4 separate regions of the Sus scrofa genome follow, and all the other regions are linked to region 1. The links are chromatin contacts, called in public Hi-C, HiChIP or PLAC-seq and promoter capture Hi-C maps. All regions are on one chromosome and are shown on one strand. The core of a region is the stretch at or near the end of the contact, and the rest is flanking DNA. Distances in the headings are between cores, read along the strand shown. Region 1 holds the start of BAG1 (BCL2 associated athanogene 1). Region 2 holds the start of TOPORS (E3 ubiquitin-protein ligase Topors). Region 3 holds the start of LOC110255598. Region 4 holds the start of DCAF12 (DDB1- and CUL4-associated factor 12).

What was found. Promoter capture Hi-C pulls out the DNA fragments that hold promoters and counts their contacts. Hi-C and Micro-C count contacts between places; a contact is called where the count stands out from the background. HiChIP or PLAC-seq counts read pairs in DNA pulled down with a chosen protein or histone mark.
Region 2: an H3K27ac HiChIP or PLAC-seq map of alveolar macrophages shows a contact between it and region 1. The contact joins the promoter of TOPORS here to the promoter of BAG1 in region 1. A contact is called at or near these places in 3 of 47 Hi-C or Micro-C datasets (heart right ventricle, liver and skeletal muscle) and 1 of 2 datasets of contacts at active chromatin or transcription factors (alveolar macrophages).
Region 3: a contact with region 1 is called in a Hi-C map of heart right ventricle, with 3 times the contacts expected there. The contact joins the promoter of LOC110255598 here to the promoter of BAG1 in region 1. A contact is called at or near these places in 1 of 47 Hi-C or Micro-C datasets (heart right ventricle) and 1 of 2 datasets of contacts at active chromatin or transcription factors (alveolar macrophages).
Region 4: a contact with region 1 is called in a promoter capture Hi-C map of fetal liver, with 2.3 times the contacts expected there. The contact joins the promoter of DCAF12 here to the promoter of BAG1 in region 1. A contact is called at or near these places in 1 of 5 promoter capture datasets (fetal liver) and 1 of 47 Hi-C or Micro-C datasets (heart right ventricle).

What each region holds. Positions count from the first base shown.
Region 1 is chr10:33,226,002-33,230,301 of Sscrofa11.1, reverse strand. It overlaps BAG1 (BCL2 associated athanogene 1), which reads right to left and starts at 2,674. Exons shown (of 7, transcript NM_001244791.1): 1 at 2,276-2,674; 2 at 623-751. The coding sequence starts at 2,444. CHMP5 (charged multivesicular body protein 5) reads left to right here and starts at 3,065. Exons shown (of 8, transcript NM_001244744.1): 1 at 3,065-3,162; 2 at 3,966-4,070. The coding sequence starts at 3,094.
Region 2 is chr10:33,864,187-33,868,746 of Sscrofa11.1, reverse strand. It overlaps TOPORS (E3 ubiquitin-protein ligase Topors), which reads right to left and starts at 2,780. Exons shown (of 3, transcript XM_013980194.2): 1 at 2,508-2,780; 2 at 802-996. The coding sequence starts at 2,510. It overlaps NDUFB6 (NADH:ubiquinone oxidoreductase subunit B6), which reads right to left. Exons shown (of 4, transcript NM_001044554.2): 4 at 3,755-3,914. The coding sequence ends at 3,846.
Region 3 is chr10:33,999,639-34,004,075 of Sscrofa11.1, reverse strand. LOC110255598 reads right to left here and starts at 2,870. Exons shown (of 3, transcript XM_021064275.1): 1 at 2,510-2,870; 2 at 1,955-2,429. The coding sequence starts at 2,870. It overlaps ACO1 (cytoplasmic aconitate hydratase), which reads left to right and starts at 2,181. Exons shown (of 21, transcript XM_003357729.3): 1 at 2,181-2,320.
Region 4 is chr10:32,671,583-32,676,086 of Sscrofa11.1, reverse strand. It overlaps DCAF12 (DDB1- and CUL4-associated factor 12), which reads right to left and starts at 2,105. Exons shown (of 9, transcript XM_021064687.1): 1 at 1,709-2,105; 2 at 111-365. The coding sequence starts at 1,786.

The DNA.
Region 1 (4,300 bases), core at 1,425-3,924:
TTCTATCAGATGTTTGGTGACTATGAAAACAATTATTTAATAGTAACTGTCATGTTCCTATTGTGGCTCAGCAATGTTGCCTCTATGGGGATGCAGGTTTGATCCTTGGCCTCACTCCCAGGTTAAGGATCTGGTGCTGCCACAAGTTGTGGCAGAGGTCACAGATGTAGCTTGGATCCGGTGTTGCCATGACTGTGGCGTAGGCCACAGCTGCAGCTCGGATTCGACCCCTGGTTCAGGAACTTCCATATGCCGCAGGTGTAGCCATAAAAAAGAAAAAAAACAAAACAAAATGCAATACAAGTTATGAAGAAGTGGTAGGGAGTGCCATAAGAACACACAATGGGAAGAGGCTCTAAGTTACCCAAGAAAGACTGCCCATGTGCTTCATCAAAAGTGGTAATATTTCTGCCACTCTCATGTAGCTGAATGGGGACACATGTTTGCAAGTATTCAGTACATGGTAGGTCCTCAATAAAAATTTGTTGAAGGAATGAATGAATGAACAAGCACATAAGAACTGTCCCAGTTTGAAAACTAAGAATCACTATTAGGTAAGCTTAAGAAGTTTTAAATAGGTCCTTTGGCTGTAAGGGCTCAAAGCTGGAAAAGAAATACCTACCCTTAAATATGAGTTTCTGAAAAGGCAGTGGGACCCCTGTGGCCTCTTCAACAACCTGGGCCAGGTCTTGGACAATTGGTTCACTACAGCCCTCTTGTGGGATAACCTGAAGATCATGCTTCTCATTGCCTGGGGAGATAGAGAAGGTTTAGATGAAGAAAATTCTTTCAGGAGTCATGGCTCAGCGGAAGTGAATCTGACTAGTTCCCATGAGGCCTTGCTCAATGGGTTAAGGATCCTAAGTTGCCATGACCTGTGGTGTAGGTCGTGAGCTGTGGTGTAGGTTGCAGAACTGGCTCAGACCTGGCGTTGCTGTAGCTGTGGCATAGGCCAGCAGTTGCAGCTTTGATTCGACCCTGAGCCTGGGAACCTCCATATGCTGCAGGTTCGGCCCTAAAAAAGACAAAAAGAAAAAAGAAAACTCTTTCACACAAATCAATATAGGCTGACAGTTTATTTACCCAGCCTTCAAGGTCTGCTCAAGTATTTTTGTTTCCTTATTATAGTAACTAACAGTATCAGTGATAATCAGCTAATATTTTAAGCACTTAACATTCATAAGCAGCTGACTAGACTCATTTTATGCAATCTTAATCATCAGAACAACCCCATGAAATAGGTCCTATTATTCCCCATTTCACAGCTAGATAAGCAAACTGAGTTCAGTCCAGTTAAGACCTGTCTAATGAGACCAAACTCTAGAGTCAGTACTTGACCTCAGATCTGTCTAATTCCAGATCTGTGCTTTTCTTCACAAGCCATCTCTCTCCTGTGGCCTTTCTGTCCTCTACTCTGTGTTGTACTAGTCAGGAACTATGTCTCCTTTGCTGTAATGTTTCTTCTTCAGCTTTCTCCCACTGGGCACCTGGTCACATACATGGCTGGTGCCCAATAAACAGACAAATGAGTGAATAAACTGAAACAGCAGAAAACTTCTTTTTGGAAGATTCCTTTCTGGGTATGTGGACAGTAAGGAGGTAGCCTGTGTCCAGCTCATTATGCCAACACTTAAGTCTGCTCGACAGCCGCATGAAGTCAGCAGGACAGGTGTTACTAATTCTACTTCACATAGAAGAAAGAGCTGCCTAGAAAGGAGCTATTCCAAGGTCACTCAAACCTGCAGAATTTAGAATCCTGGTCTACAGATTCTGAAGCCTTGAGGTCTCTACCAGTTGGTCCTGAAGAAACCCCATGAACTCAGCTCTCTAGAGAACTATCTTGTCTAGCTCTGTGTCAACTCCAACAGTAAGCAGACCCAAAGGGTGCCCAGAGTGTATGCCTGAACCCAACGAACTCAAACAGTAGATAGGAGTTACACATAGCAATCAGAAGCAACATGGCCAAATTCAAGCCTGGCATAAAGACCAACAACTACGCAGGCCCACACTTGTAACACACATAAGGACCACAACCCACGACGTGAAGCACTGACATCGTGGATCTTAAAAACGCTCTGAGATAAAATACACCAGCCACATGGAAAGGTGTGCCGAAACAAGACCCGTACAAAAGCCGGCCCCATGGCCAGACAAGATCCCATGCGTCCCGACACCAAACACAAGGACACACACTTCGAGAGGGCACATAGCCTAACCCACAGACCCCGACGGACTCTCGTAGCCCGGGATCAAGCCCACCGCAGCCCGCGCTCACTGTGGGTGACGGTCACGCTGAGCCCTGCTGCCGCCATTTCCTCGCTCCGGGCCACCTCTTCACTCAGGGCCGCCTCTTCGCTTCGGACCACCTCTTCGCTCCGGGACACCTCTTCGTTCCGGGTCACCTCTTCGCTCCCGGCCGAGCGAGGCCGCGCTTTCTTCTTCATCCGCGGCCTGCGAGAGCAGGCGGCGGCACCTCTGGTGGATCCCGCATGCCCTCTGGTCACACTCCGGACAGCTGATCGCTCGGAGGGAGGCGAACCGCGTTCGGCTGGGGGCACCGACTGACGCGGCTCCCGGCCCGGCCGAGGGGCGCGCCGCCGGGGGCCCAGCCGCTCCCGGTCGCCTCGCGGTCTCCGAGCGCCGCCGCTCTCCGCCAGACCCGCGTTTGTTGTCCTCCCAGCGGTGGGAACCTAGCTTGGCGTCCTGCCACCCCGCGGGTCCCCTTCCCCGCCTCGCCCGGGCCCGCCGGCCCCGCCCCTCAGAGCAGCCCAGCTGGCTTCTGCGGGCTCTGTTCCGAGGAAGCCGCCCCCAGGCCCCACCCACTCAGCGAGGCTCCGCCTGGCTCCTCTGGGGCCACGCCCACGACCGCCATTGAAGCCACGCCCCCTGCTGAATGTGCGTCCCTCACCTCTTACCTCCAGCCGCTCTCCTTCCCCGGAAGGCCCAGTTGAAGATCCGGAAAAAGGATCGGGAAACGCCAATAGGCACATTGCGCTTGCGCCAGGGTCCGGAAGTCAAGTCGGAGGCGGAGGTGACTCTGCTTCCGTTTCTGGTTTTGCTCCAGTGTTTAGGTTCTCTTTGCGGCTGTTCAAGATGAACCGATTCTTCGGGAAAGCGAAACCCAAGGCTCCGCCGCCCAGCTTGACCGACTGCATTGGCACGGTGGGCACTTTACCACACATAACTAGGCTCAGGGACTCTGACACTTCGACCCCGCCCACCCAAGGCTTCTACTCCTCCACTCCATTCCGGGGCCCGGGCTCATTACACCTCAGCTCTCGCCACCCCACTTTGGTTCTTGTTACCCAGGTCATTCGTGACGCCACAAATCAGGGACCCCCTAAGCCATCGCTGTCTCGCCCTACTCGTGCCCCACCCCTTCTGAAGCCCGCGTCCACTCACTCTTTATCCCCTCACTGGTTCACACACTCTTCCCACCTCGTCCAGTCGACCCCTAATTCCTCTACCATCGCTCATCCCTCTCTCACGTCCCCATCCTCGGTTTGATATCCTACCTCAACATTCTGAATCTCAGTAACACAAAATTCAGAACCCTGGCCTCTTATGTTAAGCCACCACTTTCTATTGAAGCAAATAGATCTACAGCCATAGCCTGGATCCACTGGGCACTGGCCTATTTCCTGATTGAGCCCCCAGCTGGACTAGTCTCTGATTCTAGAGAAATCTCAACTCAGACGAGGGGTTCTCAAATTATTTTTCTGCTCAAATACACTTGAGGGCAACTCTGGAATATTACAATCTGGGGTATAGTTTATAAAAGCCCCACCAGTGTTTCTGACCGGGTATCTTCCTCCCCACCATTAGAAATATCTGTTTTCACCTTTCACTTTATGCTCTTATTTTTCCTTTTTTTAATTCCTCTTTATTCACTCCTCTCCTGCCACTTTTCATGTAAATGTATTGCCATAACTACCACTGCCTTTGATATTTTTTTTTCCCTCAAGGTGGACAGCAGGGCAGAATCCATTGACAAGAAGATTTCTCGCCTGGATGCTGAGCTAGTGAAGTATAAGGATCAGATCAAAAAGATGAGAGAGGGTCCTGCAAAGGTAAGGTAGGCAGCACCTGCAGAAGGTGCTGTGACAGCCTAACTCAAGTACCAGTGGAAGTAGGGCCTGGTGATAGGGGCTGGTGAGAGGTACAGAAGACACGTTCACAGTCTAGTAAGGGGAAAACACATGTGAGGAGGAGGAGGAGAGTTTGTAGCAAAATATGAGAGGAAGGCTGTAGTTTGAACTGGTGGAGAAAAGATGCTGATCACATGTCCAGAAGCATGTAC
Region 2 (4,560 bases), core at 1,531-4,030, 640 kb before region 1:
GCAATTAAAAAGAACTACTTGGAAACCATTCCCCTCTAAAGCCACTCATTCCAGATAAGATTGCTTTGAGTGACTGTGCAAGTCATTGACTAAAAACAAGCAAAAAACCCCAAACTCTCACCGGCTATTAAATCTTCGATAGCTTTGTTGTTATTCATCTAAAAAAAATCTCGAAAATTACCTACCAAAAATTCTATCCATTTTTGCACTCAAATCACTATTTGTTTTTTCTCAGTACTGCCCCCTTCCAGTCTACCAATCAGCAGCCCGTGAGAAAAGCTGCACTGACTTGATGAAGAAGTCACAGGCTCAAGGGATGTAACAGTACACAGACAACTCCAACAGCCACAGCGACAGTCCCTTCCTTAGGGTGAGCACCGCGTGCATTACATAATCACAACGAACTAAAATATTGTTATTCCCATTTTACAGACATACTCAGAGAGGTTAGGCAACCCATCCAAGGTCACATCTCTGACAGAGGTGACGCCACGATTCAGACTCGACTGTTTTGTGTTTTGTGTCAGGTTTTTCCCTTACGACCAAGCTCCATCTAGTACACCGCCGCGCTCGCGCTCTCGGGAGCGCTGCTAAGAAACGCAGCCCTTCCCCGCCCACCCGAACCGCGTGGATCCACAGGTGTGCCGCAGGAGCCGTTGTCCCAGACCCCGGCCCGCCGGGTCGCGACGGCCCCTCAGGCCCGACCGCAGCTCCCGCGCCCCTGGGCCTCGATGCGAGCGGGAGCTTGGGCTCGCCCAGCCCTTCCGACCTCCGCGCCCCATTGTTCCCGATCTCACTCACCTCGGAGGATGCCGGTGCAGGCCCGGCTGGGGCGCTCGTGGCAAGCTCCCGGCGGCCCAGAAAGCTGGGTCGGTGACGGCAGGACCCACGAAGGCGAACCCGGCGACTTCTCCGCCGGCCCTCAAGAGCCGGAGCGGGCGGGGGCGCTTCACCCTCCTCGCGAGACAGCGGAGACCCCGGCGGCTGCTGCGACCCCTGTGACGTAAAGCGATCATCACCAATGGCAGCTTGGGGGCGGTGGCAGAAGGCAAAACCCACTTGGCAGGCCCAGCGCGTCAAAACACAGCACCCGCCAACGTAACGCATGCGCGGTGGAAGACGCCAGCAGCGAGGGCGGGGCCTAGCGCGCGCAGCCCGGACCCGGCCCTTCCCCCACCGTCCACCGCCCTCCGCCCCAGGAATGGGAGCGGCGAGAGCACCCCCCAGACAGAAATCGCTACCACAGCTTCACTCCTGTTACTATCAATCTCTCGGGGGGTGGCGGCAGGGGGGTTAATGTTCGCTTCTACCTTACCCGGAAGACACGGTAACTAGTTCGATCTCCTTTCAAACCTCACCAAACTCTGAGAAGTTACTGAAACTCTCTGCTGTACAGATAAAGGAACGGAGTTACACGGAGCTGAAGTGACTTTCGGTTGCAGTTACCAACCAACACCGGGATTCGAATGGAATCCCAAGTCCGAGGTTTACAGTCTTCAGAGACAGAGATCTATTCCAGTCTGGGGATAAACAGGGATTTTACCTATGACCACAGAGCCTTGAAATCGTCCCCAGATGACGTTTTCCTCCTTCCGCACTCCCCGAAAGCTGGATGAAAACTCTGTGCAGTTCATAACTGAGATACTTAGAGACAAGACATCTAGAGCCTAAAGCGGCCCGTTGCCTCATTCTACCGTTAGGCCTCAAATGTGCGCGTCCCAAACATTCTAGAGCTGAACTTACTACAACGGCCCGAGTACAGAACTCCGTCCTTTGGCTTAATATTTATCTGATCTTGCTACCGTTCTGAGCACAAATGTTCAACCAACACTTGTTGATTGGCAGGTACATTAGGCTAGGTAGTCCGTGCCAGGTGATTTCTTTTTATAAGTATCACTGGCATCAACAAGCCATCGCGTTCTCAAAGACTTTTTAAAGAAGCTCAATTAACAAGGACTCCCATAACGATGCGTTAGTTAACATAAAAGCGGGCGGCATTCTAGCTTACTTCAAAGATAAATATACACGAACGACTACCTATGTTGTGGGAACAAGTCCCGGAGGAAACATTAATTCTTCCACCGCTGGACGCCGGTGTAATATTTAAAACGTGGATTTTTTTTTCAAGTAAACTTTTAAATGCACACGACAGTACCTTATCCTGCATTAATACTGCACAGCAAGTGAAGGAAGATCGGCTGACGAGTCAAGCCTATCCCTCTCAGCGGCAAAAACAAAAAACCCACTTTTGAAGTAAATAATTCCTCGTTTCTCTCACCTCCTCCCTCAAAGGCGGGCTAGGCCGCCGTCACGTGACCCGCCCCCAGCTCCGGGCGGAAGAGGCCGGCCGCTCGATGGGAAACGCGCGCGGAGGCGACGGGGCGGGCGCTCGCGCCCGGCTGCAAGATGGCCGCCGCCGCCGCCGCCGCCCGGCAGCCACCGCCCCGGAGGATACTACAAGGCCTGTAGCTTCCGCCCGTGCCCGTGGACCGCCGCCGCCTCCTTACCATGAAGCCAGTGAGTCGCCGCACCCTAGACCGGATTTATTCAGCGGTAGGCCCCGGGCCTGGCGGGGCCCCAAGGGCTCGACTCCTCCGGCCCGCGGGTGGAAGGCCCCGTATTTCTTCAGCGCCCAAAAACTCCAAAATCCATTCCTGAATTAAGCTTTTCACTCCCTCACCTCGACTCCGCCTCTTCCTGGAGGACACGCTCTTCCGCTTCTTACGTCAGGGCGGCTTGGTGTACTCGCCTCCGGAACCCCATTTATTCGTTTGTTATTAAAATTTGCACCTTGGCAACGTGCAGGGCTGTCTGATGGGGGCGGGGAGGAAATGCCACTCACGTGTTTTTGCTTTTACTCCTTTTCTTGCATTTTTCAGTTGCTCCTCGCGGTCGTACTACTCTCATGGGGATATGTCATCTATGCATCAACTGTAGCTGCGCGGCGACAGCTAAAGAAGGAACACCCAGACAAAATGTTCGGGACGAATGAACATTTGTAACGCCTCTGAATTTAATTCTATGTATATACAGTTCTTTACCTCATGCTTATCGGACTCGTCTTGATTCACAATAAAATCCTTAATACAAGTTTCCACTTTCATTTTGGTGTAGTCTTTTGTAATAACCGTTAATGTATTAATTTATCAAATATTTAGGGGTTTGTCTTTTATCATCTCATATAACAAAGAACCTGGATCTGACAGCCTTTCAAGCTAGTTTCTAAAACACTTTTGAAATGCCTCAAAAAGCCTTCTTTAAAACAATCTGTAGTTCCCATTGTGGCTCAGCGGTAACAAACCAGGCTAGTAGCCATAAGGATGCCGGTTCAATCCCTGGCCTCACTCCTTGGGTTAAGGATCTGGAGTTGCATGTGCTGTGTGGTGTAGGTGGTGGACGCAATTCAGATCTGGCATGGCCATGGCTGTAGCAATTAGACCCCTAGTCTGGGAATTTACATGTGTGTGTGGGGGGGGGCGGCCCTAAAAGGCAAAAAGAAAAAATTGAAAGTGTGTAAAATTTCTTATATTTATTGCATGATTTCATTATGTTGCATACCTTCACATAAGACTAGATTACATACTGTAAGAAAAAAACTATCATGTGACTAAATTTCCTACATCCTCTTTCCAAATCAAGAATGGCCAAAAAAGTGACTTGCTCAAATCATTTAACATGCCCAGTTTTTATTTATTAAATAATTCAAAGAGTCTCAAATTGTATAATGTTTGGGAAGAAAAAGACACATATCTGAGAGTAAACTTTATTAAAGTTACTTTTCCAGAAAATATATTCAGTAAGTGTGGTAATATAGCTCATATGCCTTTGAAATTTTAAAGTTATCTTCAGTGATGTTGATCAGGAAATTCTTTCATTAGTGGGATTACTTCTCCAGTTTCCAGGATTGTATCACCCTAGAAAAACAAAGATGCATTAGTGAAAAATCTTGTCTTCAGAGGTGATAGTTCCACCATGTGGATAGACCTTGTGGAAAATCTAGTTCAGCTCTGTCATTCACACTTTAAAAGGGACAAAAGCAAAATAGATGCTGTCTGAAGATAAGCAACCAGTATTCAAAGTCTTAAGGTGTAAGTGAAAGAAGAGGGGAAGTTTCACTCAAGCAAAATGACCAGAAAGAACAAGAAAGTTGACTTTACAAAGTGATAAAGAGATAATCTTTATTTTGCTTAGCCCCAAGAAATAGGAGAATCCCTTGAAAGAAGTTGCAGGGAAACATCTTCACTTCAATAATAAGGAGGTAATGTGTTCCCAGAAACTGAATGTGTTAGGCCATCACCAGTTTACTGTTTGGCTCAGGTGTTGCAGAATGCACACTTTCCCTGGGCAGCTTACAATCACCCCAACAAGAGACACCTCGGTAATGCAGGTGGGTTGTTAAGTGGATTTTAAAAAGAGGTGCCAAAAGAAGAATCATTTATTTTTTTTATTTTTTTTTATTTTTTATTTTTTATTTTTATTTTTTTTGTTGTTGTTGTTGCTATTTCTTGGGCCGCTCCCGCGGCATATGGAGGTTCCCAGTCTAGGGGTTGAATCGGAGCT
Region 3 (4,437 bases), core at 1,621-4,120, 770 kb before region 1:
GTTACCTCTCTACATACTTCAGTCTGAATGGAAGTATCCCTTCTGGACTTTATGAGCATTTACAATACTAGCATGTACAACATAAATATCAGGTATATGTTCAGCTGTGAATAACTCATCACCATATCATTTTCTGGGGAAAAAAAATGAAATAAATCAATAGCAGCAACTTCAGAAGAGTGACATTACTGCTCCCAATTCCAACATCTCCACCCCCAGGATAGGGAGCATCTTTACCTGTGAGCACCTAAATTACAGGACTGCAGCAGGGACCTCTGTGCTATCAGGGAGACGCAGCCCTGAAAATAATTACAAATTCTAGACCATATGGTAACAGATCAGTGTTCCCTCCTAAGACATTTAAGATCCTCTTCTTTTCTGCAAAGAATGAATAACATATAACCTCACAATAGCCAATGTTCATATAAATAAAATTTTATTTGGTTGCATAGAATGTAAAGCACAAGCTCTGGAATTAGATCAGCCTTTGCTCAAACCCCGGCAACACCACTTACAAGTTATATGACCTGAAGCAGGTCATATAATCATTCTGAATCTCAGTTTCCTCATCTGCAAAGTGGCAACAATGTCACAAGTCTCCAAGGGCTCTTGTAAGGATTCAATGGGACATTTAATCACATTTGGTTTGTATTAGTAGCTATGTTGAGGGGATTGGTGCTTAATTGTAAAGCAGATGGCCAGGGGATCCTGGTTTCCTGCGAAGGCAGCTCAGGAATTAAGGCACTCAGTAAGAAAGAGGGCATAAAAATTAAGACTATGACTGGCATGGAAAGGGGTGGCAGTTGGATATTTGTGGGAGGCTAAGATGAGCCCAAGAACTGCCTTTCCTTGTTATGAATGTAGCTTTTTCTTTTTTTTCCTTTTTAGGGCCACACTCATTCCCAGGCTGGGGGTCGAATAGGAGCTACAGCTGCCTACACCTAGATCCAAGTGGTATATGCAACCTATACCACAGCTCAAGGCAGCAACGCCAGATCCTTAGTCCACTGAACGAGGCCAGGGATTGAACGCAAGTCCTCATGGACACTGTTTGGGTTCATGACCCAGTAAGCTACAATGGGAACTCCTCAGGTTGGAGTTTGTTCAATGAAAGTGAATGAAAGGACTTTAGAAAGTGGGTGAGAAAAAAGTCTTCTCCCATACTGGAAATAAAAGGGATATGTCCTCTTTCAAAATTAAAGATAACCTTTTATATTTAAATATAAAATTTAAGTAGGGGACAGCTATAGCCTACCGTGCAGCATGATGAAATGGGGCTTAAGAGTCAGAAATCCCTGGGGACTGAATCCCAGCTAAGGAACATTTCATGTCTGCAAAACAAGGTCATATTTCTCCCTTTATGGGGCAATTGGAAGAAATGAACTGAATAACATATGCATCACAGGGCCCTGGCAGAGTAAGTACATGGTAACTGGTAGCAGCCGGAATCAGTATTAGTTATTATTTATTCATCCTTTTATTCAGAAACTCAAGACAGAAAACTATAATCACTCTCTATATAAACTGGGCAAGAATATCTCACCTTTCATCTAGAAAGACCTAATCATCCACCTTTGCCTGAGCAGGCGCAACTCCAAGCAACATATCAAAGCCGGTGCAGACAAAAAAACCCACTCAGTGTCAACTCGGCCATGTCTCTGACTTCTGAGAAGTGAACAGCCTGCATTAGGAAGTGTTGTTACACATTAAAAAATAAATAAATAAAATAAAAAAATTAACGTTTAAACTCTGCATTCGTAATCATGGAAACTTTGAAGTCCCCGCAAGTCATTCAGCGTGCTTTGCAAGTCATTAAAGACAGGGGTGGGGGTGGGGGCAAAAGGAAAGAGAGGGGAGGTGACCGCAGGTACCAGGGCGCCAGATAATGAAGCCTCCACCGAGACGGCCAAATCATTTTAAAATGCAGCATTTCTTCCCCGCGCCTTGGGCTTACTTTCTAGCGAGCCGGGCAGTCACACTCCACTCCCCATAGAGAGCGTGTCCCAGGCCCTGGGCCCGCGGAGGAGGATCCTGGCCGGAGACAGCTTCCGGCCAGCGACCTCTAGCCACCCTCCCTCCGGCGTGCGGGGGCGAGGTCTCCCGCAGCCTACAGGCCCCGCCCCACCCCGCCCCTCGGGCCTCGGGTCCTAGTCGGGCACCGGCCACCCCACCATCGCCCCGCCCCGGCTCCGCCCCTCGGCCGGTGGCCCGAGGGCGACAGAGGGAGGCGCTCGGAGGCAGCGGCTGGAACCAAGCAGCGCACTGGAGCGCCCCGCAGCCTGGTGCCGGGCCGCCCGTCAGACCCTGCCGTGCAGTACCGGTGAGTACTACGCGGCCCGACTGACGTCCCCAGGCCAGAGCGCTGCCCGCTCCGGCCCAGGCGGGGTGGGTGCGAGCCCGCGGCACCCGGGCACCTTCCCGGCGCCCGGCTGCAGCGCACAAGGTGGCCCGGGGCGAGGATCCGGGGAAGGCCGAGGGGAGAATCGGGGACTAGTTCCTGGGGACTGACCCCTCGCCCTGTCCCCAGATTGTGCCGCGCGGAGGACAGGGAAATGGCTCCCCTCAGCCTTATTTGCCTGGACTGTTCGGGCCGCCGGAAGAATCCACGTTGAGACAGTTCGGGCTGATCTGGGAAGTCCTAACCCCAAAGAGGGTGTGCGCCTCTCACGGAGCTGCGGGTGGCCAGATAGGGAAATCCGCACTGAGGAGGGCACAGATGGGGAGTCCACACTAACTGCTGAAATGAAAATGGAGGGGGAAGAGACCCTCGTGGAAGGGGTGGGCACAGAGCCCGTCCTATTGGATTCAGAGATCCAGGAAGGAGCACAGGCAGCCTTTCCTAATTCAGCCAGCACTTTAGAATGGCCCATCCTCCCTCCCTGCCACACTTAGAACCCTCCTCAGGGGGTGGTGTGAGGAGGTAGGGTGAGGGTGTTCCCGGGTGGGGGTAGGGAGTCTGGACAGCCTCTAGGATAGCCGTTCTCAAACTTTGGGGGAAGGAGTCAAAAACCCCTTTACTTAGGACTTTGGTTTATGTGGGTTATATGTATATGTACCATACATAACTAAAACAGAAATGTTTATTTAGAAATTCAGTTAAAAATAATAATGGATGTATTATATGTTGATATATTTTCATGAAAATAACCATTCTTTTCAAAACGGAATCTTAATGGGAAGAGTGGCATTGTATTGTATTTTTGCAAATCTCTTTAATGTCAGGTGTAATAGACAGCAGCTAGATTCCTACATCTGCTTCTGCATTCAGACTGTTGCACTATTACATGTGATGTAGCCTCTGGAAAACTGCACTGTAGACTCCTGAAAATGTGAGAGCGAGGATAGCAAATAGCATCTTGGTATTATAATGAAATGGTTTTGACCACGTGGCTCTCTTGGGTCCCCAGTACCACACTTTGAGAACCACTGGTCTAAGGAAATGCTTCAGAGGCTTTAGTCACTTCACCGGGCTTTAGACCCGCTTATTTGTGATCTTTCTCTGAATGGGAACACACACCACCCCCTGTGTGGACAGTGTTAACCTCTGGTAGGTTCAGCCAAGCCTGACCTCACTCTGGAAACCGGCAGGGCTCTCAGATGCCTCTGGCTGCCTGCAGAGCTGAGCCGTGCGTGTCCAGATTGTGGCAGTCATGTGGCACACAGGACCTGTGCCTTCAGAGACCTGCCGATGGGGAGCCGGGGCCAAGTGTGGAGGAGTTTGTGCAAGTTGAGAAGTTCATTTCCAAAAGAACAGGGAGGCATGTTTTTGCCTTCCTTTCCTCCATGTTCATTTCTGTGAGTGGCTGTGTGGCCTGGAGTTTATTGGAATATGATCCCCCCAATCTTGGGGCTCCTTCACTTTGCACTTTCAGAGCTATGTCCCTGTGAGTGGCCCTTTCCTAGCCCCTGCCAGAATCCAGTGTCTGTCCTGCCTGCTGGTGTGTGGTAGGTGTGATCCCTCACTGGATCATTTCCTTGGCTTCTTGTTCACACATATATGTAGCCTTATAAATATGTGGAAGACAGGCATACCAAACTATTAACAGTAGCCAGTTCCAGGCAGTGGTATCCAGAGTCCATGGAAGGAACCTGTTACTCTTTGTAATATCACATGTCTGCCTAGCTTGCAGCATTCGTGTATTGCTTTTACCACCTGAAAACAGAGAAAACAAAAACCTAAAATCCCAACAACCTATACTTTTTAAAGGATCATTTCTCTGGTAAGAATGTTCTCATCACTTCCTCTCTCCTGATAAAACAAATGACTTGAATTGTCCCATCACATTTCTGAACGGACGTATATGATACTAGTACATATTAACTCAAAATAATATGGAGAGAAAGAGCCCTCCCAGAGCAAAACAGTTTATTGAACAGTATTGTCTGCCATAAACCCCTGCCCAAGGTTAGAAGTACCAGAAAGGAGTATTCTTTAAT
Region 4 (4,504 bases), core at 856-3,355, 550 kb after region 1:
CAATGTCCTCCCAAAAGAACTAATGGGGAAAACCAGCAGTGAGTGATCCTAGAGCATGTGGAGCCACATATCCAGGACTAAGAGACACTTAACCCATCCCAGACACTTACCGTGTTGCATTTTGTGCCACACACCACTTGCCTATGATTTAGCCACTGAGATGCAAACACTTTATTGAGGGTCCCAAGGTGAAACTCTCTTTCCTTCAGGAGACTGGGAAGTTGCTGTGCTGCATAACCATGCAACACTCGAGAGTAGTTGGTTTCATTCTGTAGCCTGACTTCTCGGTTCTTCAGGTAGTACACTAAGGATCTCTTCACTGGGGGGAGTCTTTTCCTTTTGTGCAGTGAATGATCCCAGCCAAACTGTGGAAAGCAAAATTAAAAATCAAGGCTTTTGCTACCTTTGTCAGATGGAGAGATCCTACTGTATTAAGGAACTCAACAAAAATTCTTTCTGCAGGATTTACATACAACAGAAACACAATACTAGGAGTTCCCATTGTGGTGCAGTGGTTAATGAATCCGACTAGGAACTATGAGGTTTCGGGTTCAATACCTGGCCTTGCTCAGTGGGTTAACGATCTGGCGTTGCTGTGGCTCTGGTGTAGGCTGGCTACAGCTCCGATTCGGCCCCTAGCCTGGGAACCTCCATATGCCACGGGAGCAGCCCAAGAAATGGCAAAAAAAAAAAAGACCAAAAAAAAAAAAATACAATACAAAACAAAAGACAGCAAAGTCAATCTAAAGTCCAGTTTAACTCTCCCAACATTGAAAAGATGCTGCTCATAGTCAAACCTACCTACAGGAAACAAGGGCTGAAAGACAAGGACATGAAAGCAGAAAAAAGGACAAAAGAAAACTAAGTCTTCTTAGAAGTGAAGGATTCAGGTATCTAAAAGTACCTGAGTACTTTTGATAGGGGAGGGAATAAAGGGCAGAGACAGACCTGGACTACATCTCTAATGGCCCCCTTCTCTGTCTCGGCCTGCACTCCCTGCAGAGCATAGAAGGTGCAGCCCAAGGAGCCTGACTAGGATCCCAGGTCTTTCAGGCAATGGCCACCTTCCTGTCACCAGGTCCATGCTCCAGACAGTTGAAAAATTTGAAAAATTAAACACCAAAGGGGTGGCAGGCATGGGAAATCTGAGTCTGAATACCACCACCAAGGTCTTCCCTGCCAAAGAGAGCTGGATAGGAGTGATACCTGAAAACTGCTGTCTCTCCTAGGCGTCCAAGTACCAAAAGACCCAGCTCAGGGCTTGAGGATCCTTAGGGAGGCTCATTCCTATATGAGATACGCAATCATCTCCGCTTCCCCCGGCCACTGGAAGGGGGGCTTAACTTTCCCTTCACGTATTTGTGGGAGGTTTTGTTCCCTTCCTTCGATTCCTTTTGATCCCCTTCCTTTAAACCCAGATTGCTTCTCCCCAAACCCCACTCCCGGCTGCAGGCCTCCCTGGAATATACCTCATTCTCATGTTCCCCTTTAGCTCCTCAGCCCTGCGGTCTTTCTGCTTTCCAGTGAACTCCTAAGGGCCCATCCCTGATTCTACAGACCGAGGTTCTGCTCTTCCCCTCCACCTCCAGCTCCCCCCCTCCAAACCCCCGACTATAGATCTTGGACCCCGTTAAGGTTTCCTCATCTGCGAACCCTATTCCCTAGGTGTCTCGGTCTAATCACCCGGCTCCCACTTCTCAGCCCTCACCTGTGGGCCCTGAGCGTCGCTCCCAGCTCCCGGCGAGGCGGGCGCTTTCCGCTTCCTGCTAACTGCTTTCCGGGCCATAGTGGGCAGCGCCGCGGCGGCCCCGCAGCCACATGGGGCGGGGGAAGCGTGGGGGAGCAAGAAGGCGGGTCATATACTGGGCCCCGGGGCCGCGCACCTTAGCGCGCTCGGCCCGGAAAATGACCCGGACCCCGGGCGGCAGTAGAAAATAAGGAAGGTAAGCAGAAGGGAAGGAGGGAAGGAGGACTGGGGCCGGGAAAGGGAAGGGAAAGGGGAAGGGGAGGCAGGAACCCGAAGCTTTACGACGACGGAGTCTGGAAAGGACGGCGAGCGGCTGGAACCAAAACACCCCTCCCCTTCGCCCGCGCTCCGTCACCCTCGCGCAGCCGCACTTGGCAGCACGTCGTCTAGGAGACGCGGTCGGGACTAGGGGGCGGGGTTTGGGGTTCGCAGTAGAGTTTGTGGCTGTTGCTTAACCCCACCCTCCCCGCCCCCCGCGCCGCGCTCCGGACATTTTTCAACCGCCGTCTGACGACCGCTGGAGATGTGCGACTTGCGGGTAAAGGAATTTAGGTTCTACCCGCCGACTTCACCGCCCTGCGCGCCCGCTTGCCCAGCGCAGGCACCTCGCTCGGAGAAGGAATCCCTCCTAACACGCCTTTACCCCGCAGTCGCTTCTGGTTATCTCCTTTTGAAGGCTGCACGTTTCCCCGAACTCTATTAAACCGAGCCCTGGCTCCAAGGATTGGACACTTCGGGAAGAGGCATAACTACCCTCTCCCGCCACACCCACTCTCGACCCCGCAAGGTGGAGTCCGGCTCGAAATCCACAGCAGTTTGTTCAGACTTTCACACTGTAGAGAACTTGTCCGGCCCTGCCCGGGTTCCCCCACCAACACCATCCCAGGGGCCTCTGGCTGCCCTCTCCCCAACTCCTGGGGTGCTCTTGGGCTTCATTTTCCACCCGGTCTTCTCCCTCCCTCGGCTGCCCCCCCCCCCCCCCCCCGTCGCTGTACTAACCGCAACAGCCTTCCAGTCACCTCTCCCTTAGCTGCTGCGTGGGACCTCACTGCCCTTTAGCGTCCCACTACCTCCTGGCCGCACTGTCTTTTGTGCTCTACGAAATAGGCCTCCCTCCGTGATTTATATTTCTTAGTCTCCCATGCAGTTCTAAGCTAAGGACTGGAACAGAGGTCTGTCTGCCACTCCCTGCTTCTCTCTTGGGGCCCAAGTTGCGTCTCCATCAGGGCAGATTGGGTGAAATTCTAAACCACCGAGAAGAGTGGCGTTTGACCTGTCAGTATAGTTAAAGCTGGCATTGGTCACCGGACAAGCGCTCTTCCTTCAGAATCACCCTTGCCTCCGTTTTCAGAAGATTGTGTAGGGATTTGAGTGCCAGCCCCCACTTTGCTCAGATAAAGAAATCCTTTGAGGAAGCAGGAAGCTCTTGCTTGGCTTGGGGCTGACTGGCCTCAGGCTTTAGTGCCCAGTTACCTGCTCATCCATCCCTTCAGGCTTCAGGCCTCATACCTGCAGGGAGCTCTGTTGGCCCATCTGAAGTTCTGCCTACAAGGAGATTTGGATTTGTTTTCCAAGCCGAACCAAAAACCAGATTGAGACAGTGTCTTCCGCCATCCCAAGTCAGCACTGCAGCTAATCCCTAATGCCACCTCGGGAAAGGCAGCCCCATCTTACTTAGTCAGGACTATCTCTTCAGAGACATACACCCAAGTGGGTCAGCAGTGGGTCAGCTTTCCTTTTTTGAGCCAGTTGTTCCAGTTCTGTCTTGCCTCACAATGCTCTGGATGACCCAGGAGCCCATTGGCCAAGAGTCTGGAATTCCTTTGAGAATCTCTAAGCTAATGCTTGGCTGCATTTGAATCTTGGTCTCTGTTCATGTCAGAGGTCTTAGGCTTATCCTCAAGCTTGGTGCACTTCATTTTGACATCCCAGGAACTATCCCTGAATGCAGAGCTCACCATTTCTGTGGGAACAAAATAGAATGAAGATTTATTTGGAAGTTTAAAAGTTTATAATTGCTTTTAAAAGACTGATAATACCAAGAATTGGTGAGAAAGTAGAATGATTAGAACTCTCGAGTGGGTGTGTAAATTGGCACAAACAATTTGGAAAAAATCTGTGGCAGTACCTACCAAAGCTAAATACATGTACCCTATCATCAAGCAGCTCTACTTTGTTTTTTTGTTTTGTTTTGTTTTGTTTTGCGATTTCTTGGGCTGCTCCCACAGCATATGGAGGTTCCCAGGCTAGGGGTCAAATCGGAGCTGTAGCCGCCGGCCTACACCAGAGCCACAGCAATGTGGAATCCGAGCCGCATCTGCGACCCACACCACAGCTCACAGCAACGCCGGATCCTTAACCCACTGAGCAAGGCCAGGAATCAAACCCACAACCTCATGGTTCCTAGTCGGATTCGTTAACCACTGAGCCATGATGGGAACTCCAAGCGGCTCTACTTTGTAAACCCAAAAGAAATGAATGTTTATGTCCACCAAAAGTCATTTACAAGAATATTCATAGCAACTTTATTCAAAGTAGGCCTAAATTGGAAATAGTTCAAATGGCAATCAATATTAAAAAAGATAAACTCAGGATTTCCATGAATTTATCAGGCTCGATAATTTACTATAATGGCTCGCTGAACTTGGAAATAAAAACTATTACTGGTTTATTATAAAAGATATTGTAAAGGACACACATAAACAGCTAGATGAAAAGTTTCATAGGATGAGATCTGTAAGGGTCCTGAGCACAGGA